Linked DNA regions of Hordeum vulgare: region 1 is linked to region 2. The links are chromatin contacts, called in public Hi-C maps. All regions are on one chromosome and are shown on one strand. Each heading gives the region's core, a stretch centred on a gene start, on an enhancer-like site or on the middle of the called end of the contact. The rest is flanking DNA. Distances are from core to core; before and after follow the strand shown.

The links. Hi-C and Micro-C count contacts between places; a contact is called where the count stands out from the background.
Region 1: a Hi-C map of leaf shows a contact between it and region 2, with 8 times the contacts expected there. The contact joins the promoter of LOC123407616 here to the promoter of LOC123409909 in region 2. A contact is called at or near these places in 5 of 6 Hi-C or Micro-C datasets (leaf and seedling) and 1 of 1 datasets of contacts at active chromatin or transcription factors (embryo).

The regions. Positions count from the first base shown.
Region 1 is chr7H:75,942,549-75,945,248 of MorexV3_pseudomolecules_assembly, reverse strand. It overlaps LOC123407616 (WAT1-related protein At1g44800-like), which reads left to right and starts at 1,319. Exons shown (of 6, transcript XM_045100783.1): 1 at 1,319-1,892; 2 at 2,679-2,700. The coding sequence starts at 1,699.
Region 2 is chr7H:75,468,348-75,471,047 of MorexV3_pseudomolecules_assembly, reverse strand. It overlaps LOC123409909, which reads left to right and starts at 1,325. Exons shown (of 19, transcript XM_045102783.1): 1 at 1,325-2,573. The coding sequence starts at 1,577.

The DNA.
Region 1 (2,700 bases), core at 70-2,569, 470 kb before region 2:
TATGTCAGAGGATTCGGCTCCGGCCATGGGCTCAACTAAGTTACTTAACTAACAACCACAACCCTCTCCCTGACCTAGCCCTCTTGTGCCTCGCCGACCACCTCCTCAGTGTGCACATTGCACACAGCCACACACAGAGAGTGTTGACACACGCCGCTCTAGCCCTCTTCATCTTCTCATCCGCTCCGGCTCCACACCTCCTTTGCCACTATTTGTCTTTCATACATGCATCAATTGTTGTGACGTGATAAAACTAAATATTGACCGTGTGTTCTTTAGCATGCGAGACCTGTGTTTGTTGTTGCAATTTCGTACCGGTGGGGGTGGGGAAAGTAAACAACAAACACCTTGCCACAAGGGGCTGCAGCTGGTTCATCTGGCCATGTCGAAATGGCATTACCTCTAACAGAGAATGAAAGAGCACGTTGCCCCCCATCGTAAATTATTCATTGTAGTATGTAAAGATTTTGGGATCTTGGGAATCACAGGATGTCACTCAATCGACATGCGACAAGCTCACCTTGGCGGTACATGTGGGCAGGAGTGTTGAAGCCTGACCTACCAACGATGACCGAAACGAGGTCGTTTTTTAGTTGGTGATTTGCTGTCATGACACCCCTATTAAGACCTCATCTAAGGCAGCGTCCGTACTCGTGTTTCACTTGTTTGAACTTGTCGTTCGTTGGATTTGTTGGTTGTGTGCATCGTGTATTACTACTAGGTACTAGCACGATTTCGGATGTTTTCCTCTTGCAACTACTTTCTCCGTCTCATATTAATTGACGCCCAGACAAATGTATCTATACTACTACTACTATCATCTAGTAGATGCGGCTACGAGAATGAAGTCACATTTTCCGCGGCGTTACGTGGACATGAGAATTCGAACCCAGCTAGCTGGCCTGGCGGTCGAAGTTACTGCTGCCATGACTCCCAGAGCCCCCACCGCAACGTGGTTTCCTTGCTTGCAGCTGCCCCATTGCAGTAACATTTCGCACCTTCTTCATAGTTTCGGGAAAAGGAAATGCTCTGTTTAAGGCTAGGGATAAAAACAAAAAATGCTTGACGACATGCAGGCAACATCTCGTACCGCCGGGCGTCTCCTCCGTTGCTGACTTGTTGCCGGCACAGGACAGGAGGCAGTGCAGAGCAGGCGAGGTAAGGCGAGAGGTGGATGGGCGACGTCGACGCGCACGTCCCGGCCACATTCCCCGAGCCAATAATCCATCCGGTGGAACGCCCGATCGCAACCCGTGGCGCCCGGCGGAGCGCAGCATACTCAAATGGAATTGCAGGGAATTTTTCGGTGCACGGGTGACTCGGGATCCATCCATCCATCCATCCATCCGTCTCCCGTCGACACCACCACACCACACCACACACGCACACCAACTCCTACTACTACCAGCAGAGGAGCACTGTGGTGCGGTGCGCGGGCCAATGCATGCCGATGGAGCTGACCGGCTGACCTCACCCCGCACAGACCTGTGCCCCCCTTATAAATAGCCCCGCCCGCCGGCCTCATCCTCCATCGCCGCGTACCGCAGCCGTCTTGAGCTCAGGAGCCACCCACCAGCCGCAGCCTCACACGCACGGGCCTTCGTACGTGGTGAGCTGTGTGCTTGAGCCTCGTTCCATCCATCCATCCATCCATCAACCATCCGTTTGTGCGTGGGAGGAGAGGGCGAGCGAGCAGCCATGGGGGTGGGGAAGAAGGTGCTGAACGACGTGAAGCCGTACATGATGATGATCCTGCTGCAGATCGGGTACGCCGGGATGTACATCGTCTCCGTCGCCTCGCTCAAGCGCGGCATGAGCCACTACGTCCTCGTCACCTACCGCAACCTCGTCGCCACGCTCGTCATGCTCCCCTTCGCCCTCGTCTTCGAGAAGTACGTACTACTGCCTTCCTTCCTTCCTTCCTTCACCCCCATCTCTTGCGTGCATCTGCATGCACTCTGTCGGAGAAGAGGGTTTTACATGCATGCATGCATGCACACTGACGGACGGTACGTAGGGTAGCCTAGCTAGCCGAGCGAGCTTCCACTGAAGATTCTTCAAGAAGCCCAGTTCGTTGTTGTTTCATCAATCAGTTCCAAGTGCATGTGGTTATTATTAGTTATCAGCCAAAGCCAAAGTTAAATCTTAAATGGTTGTGAACATTATCTGTTGGTTCGTAGTTTCAATCAATCAATCACTAGCACGTAACGTAATCAAGCACTAGATGCACAGTTGCACACTGGTGCGGGACACCGGGAACGCGCACCTATCGCATCCCAGCTACGCCCAAGTCTTTCTTTTAGCGCTAGAACCACAGCCAGCCACATGTATGTATGTATGTATGTATATTCATTTAAGCTTTTCCGTAACATCGGTCAGTCAGGAGTCATGGATTAATCTATGCCGAACCGACACATGCACCCGGCCCCGACAACCTTTGCTTCCATGTGCGTGTAACCGCACTGGGCTAGCTACCACTTTCTTTCTTTTAAGCAAGCAAAGATTTTATTAGCTTGATGCCAATTGCTATTGCCCAACTCCGGGCTGTGCTTTCAATTAAGTTTCATGATACTACTATGATAAACTTGCCGTAGCTAATTTGTCTTTGGCGTGTTATATACGTACGGATCGAGTAGCTGACGGCGACTGATTGTCTGTTATGTTTTGCCAAATTGCAGGGGAGTAAGGCCCAAGATGACA
Region 2 (2,700 bases), core at 76-2,575:
GTCTTGAAGATGGATAATCTCGCTCTTGATATACCCAGGGTAATATCCCCGTCACATAATGTGTCAAAATTAGTTAAGATATATTAAGACAATTTGAGCGTAAATATCATGACAATTTATGTGAGATAGACATGGCAAATTTTGACCAAAAAATAAATCGTTGAAACACATCGATATAAGATTTAGTATTGAAGAATCGTGAGGGATTTAGTTATGAAAACGAATGTTCAATCGGATTTTCCACTTAAAAATAAAATATTAAAAAAATTAGAAATCCTAAAAGATTCTGACATACGTGCATGGAGTGATGTGGTAATCTTTGGCTATAGAAACGTCGGGTCCGCCTCACTTCCTACGACATGTGTGGCAGATATCAACGTCCAATAAATAACCTAGAGAATAATTCGTAATTAAATATAAATAAACTCTCTACATTTGAAATTGTTTTGACGAAGTCTTTACGAGCCCGAACCCGGCAGGTGTGTTCGTCATTTCGCACTGGTGGCCGAGGCCCACTTGGTGGGTTGGCCATGCAGCGTAATGGGCCAGCCTCATTGTTGGTACTTCGTGCGTATCCTAGCAGAACCGCGCAGTCCAACGGCTCCCATAAAGGAGGAGAACCGGGCCCAACCTGCCATTGACCGGCATCACGTGAAAGGGAGGCCCCAACCGTTTCCAAATCTGTGGCCGTGCAGGCGTACGTGTGTGCGCAGTCGCCCGCCCAGCCCCACCAAGTGGGCCCGCCTCGAGTCACCGGCCACCACGCGTCCCGTCACCTACCCGCCAACCCGGTAAACCGAACCCAGGATCCGCGGCCACGTAGCGACACCCGGGACCACACGTCAGCCATGCAACCAGAACCGAATCCCTTGAGGAGACCACGACGCCCTCGACGCGAAATTGGTCCGGCCACGCGACCTGTCTCACCGACAGCGCGGGACCTCCCCCGCAGCCAGGCTGCGCGCAGGCGCGCGGGTCGGGTGTACGTGGCGTTTACGGCGACGGGCACCTTTCACGAGGCACGAGCACGACGCTCCGAGGCCCAGCCCACTACGACGGGGCAGACAAACGGGCGCCGCGATTTTTTTTTTACGCAGAAGCAAAAGCAACCGTCTCTCTCTCTCTCTTCCGTCTTTCTCCCTCTCCCGCTGGCGGATCTGAACTCCCCCAAAAATCGTGACCCGAGAGAAACCCTAGCCCCCAGAGGTTTTCCGCCCCCACGACCGCCGTGGCGCCTCGCCGGAGAGCGCGGCCCGCCGCCGACGCCGACGCGGCCCCGTCCTCCCCGGACGCCGGCGACGATGCGCCGCTCGCCGGCGACGACGCCGACGCGGCCGCCGGAGCCTCGCCGGAGGCTGGCGGCGTGTCCACGTCCGAGCAGGCGAGAAAGGCGCTGTCGCTGCGCTCGCCGTTCGACGGCGAGGAGGCGGCGGCCCGGAACCCTCTGCTGCCCGCGCGGGTCGTCAGATGGGCGGTGGTCGGCGACGCGCGGAGGAAGCACAAGAAGGCCCAGCCGCCGGATCCTGCAGCTGCTGTGGAGCAGCCCAAAGCGAGATCCAATGCTTTCTGGGACAGGATGGAGCCTTACTTCCGGGATATGACGTTGCAGGATTTGGAGATGGCAGAGCCCAAGCCTCTCTCCAGCTCCAGCTGGCTCGATCCATGCCTCCTCGTGCCGTTTGTGGGCAGTGGCAAGGAAGTGTTGGGGAGACATGTTGATCCGTCTGATGCGGCCGTGGTCGCCGAAAACTCGAATTCAAACTCGATGGAGTTGGAGAACGGCATGGTGCATAGCAAACATGATCCACATCAGAGCTCAGATTTTATTTGGAACAGTACGGAGCTAGTCAATAGCAATGGGACTAGTGAAGAGCACTGTGTACGGGATATGCAGGAGGTGATTTTGCACCAAGACGAGCAGCCCTTGGTAATTGAACTAGATCCAGGCAAGAGAGATGGTGTTGTTTTACCAGGCCGCAACGACAATCCGGACTCCTCATTGAATTGGCTCCTCGGAGCAAGAGGACGGGCTGTGCTCACTTCGGTGCGCCCAAACAAGAAGAGGAAGCTGCTGGGTGCAGATGCTGGGCTTGAGCAGCTTGTGGTCCTGCCACCCTTGGAAAGTGACTCTGGTTCAAGATGTGATGTATGTTGTTTGGGAGAGAGTGATGCTGCATCCAATAGGATGCTCCAGTGCAATAGCTGCAAGGTGTCGGTGCACCAGAAGTGTTACGGTGTGCAGGTCGAGCCAGATGGCTATTGGATGTGTGCCTTGTGTGAACGGAGGTTGACACAGAGTGATGCAGGCAGGATTGCGTTTATGCCTTGTGTGCTTTGCTCAACGGAGAAAGGTGCTTTGAAACCTGTAAAATGTGAGCCTGGTGGAATTGCAAATGGGGGCAACCTGAATTTTGCACACTTGTTCTGTAGTCTATGGGCACCGGAGGTTTTTGTAGAGGACACGGACTCAATGGAACCGATCACAAATATCGGTGACATCCCAGAGAAGCGGACAAAAATGGTCTGCACTATTTGCAAGATTATGCGTGGTGCATGTGTTCGATGTAGCCATGGTATGTATTTCCACTCTGTCACATGTAGAAGTGTGATCCTTGTGTATACCAGAAAGCCTCTAATTTATGGGATACATTGCACCTCATGGCATTGCTCTATAGTGAAATTCTACTCCTAAATATTTCA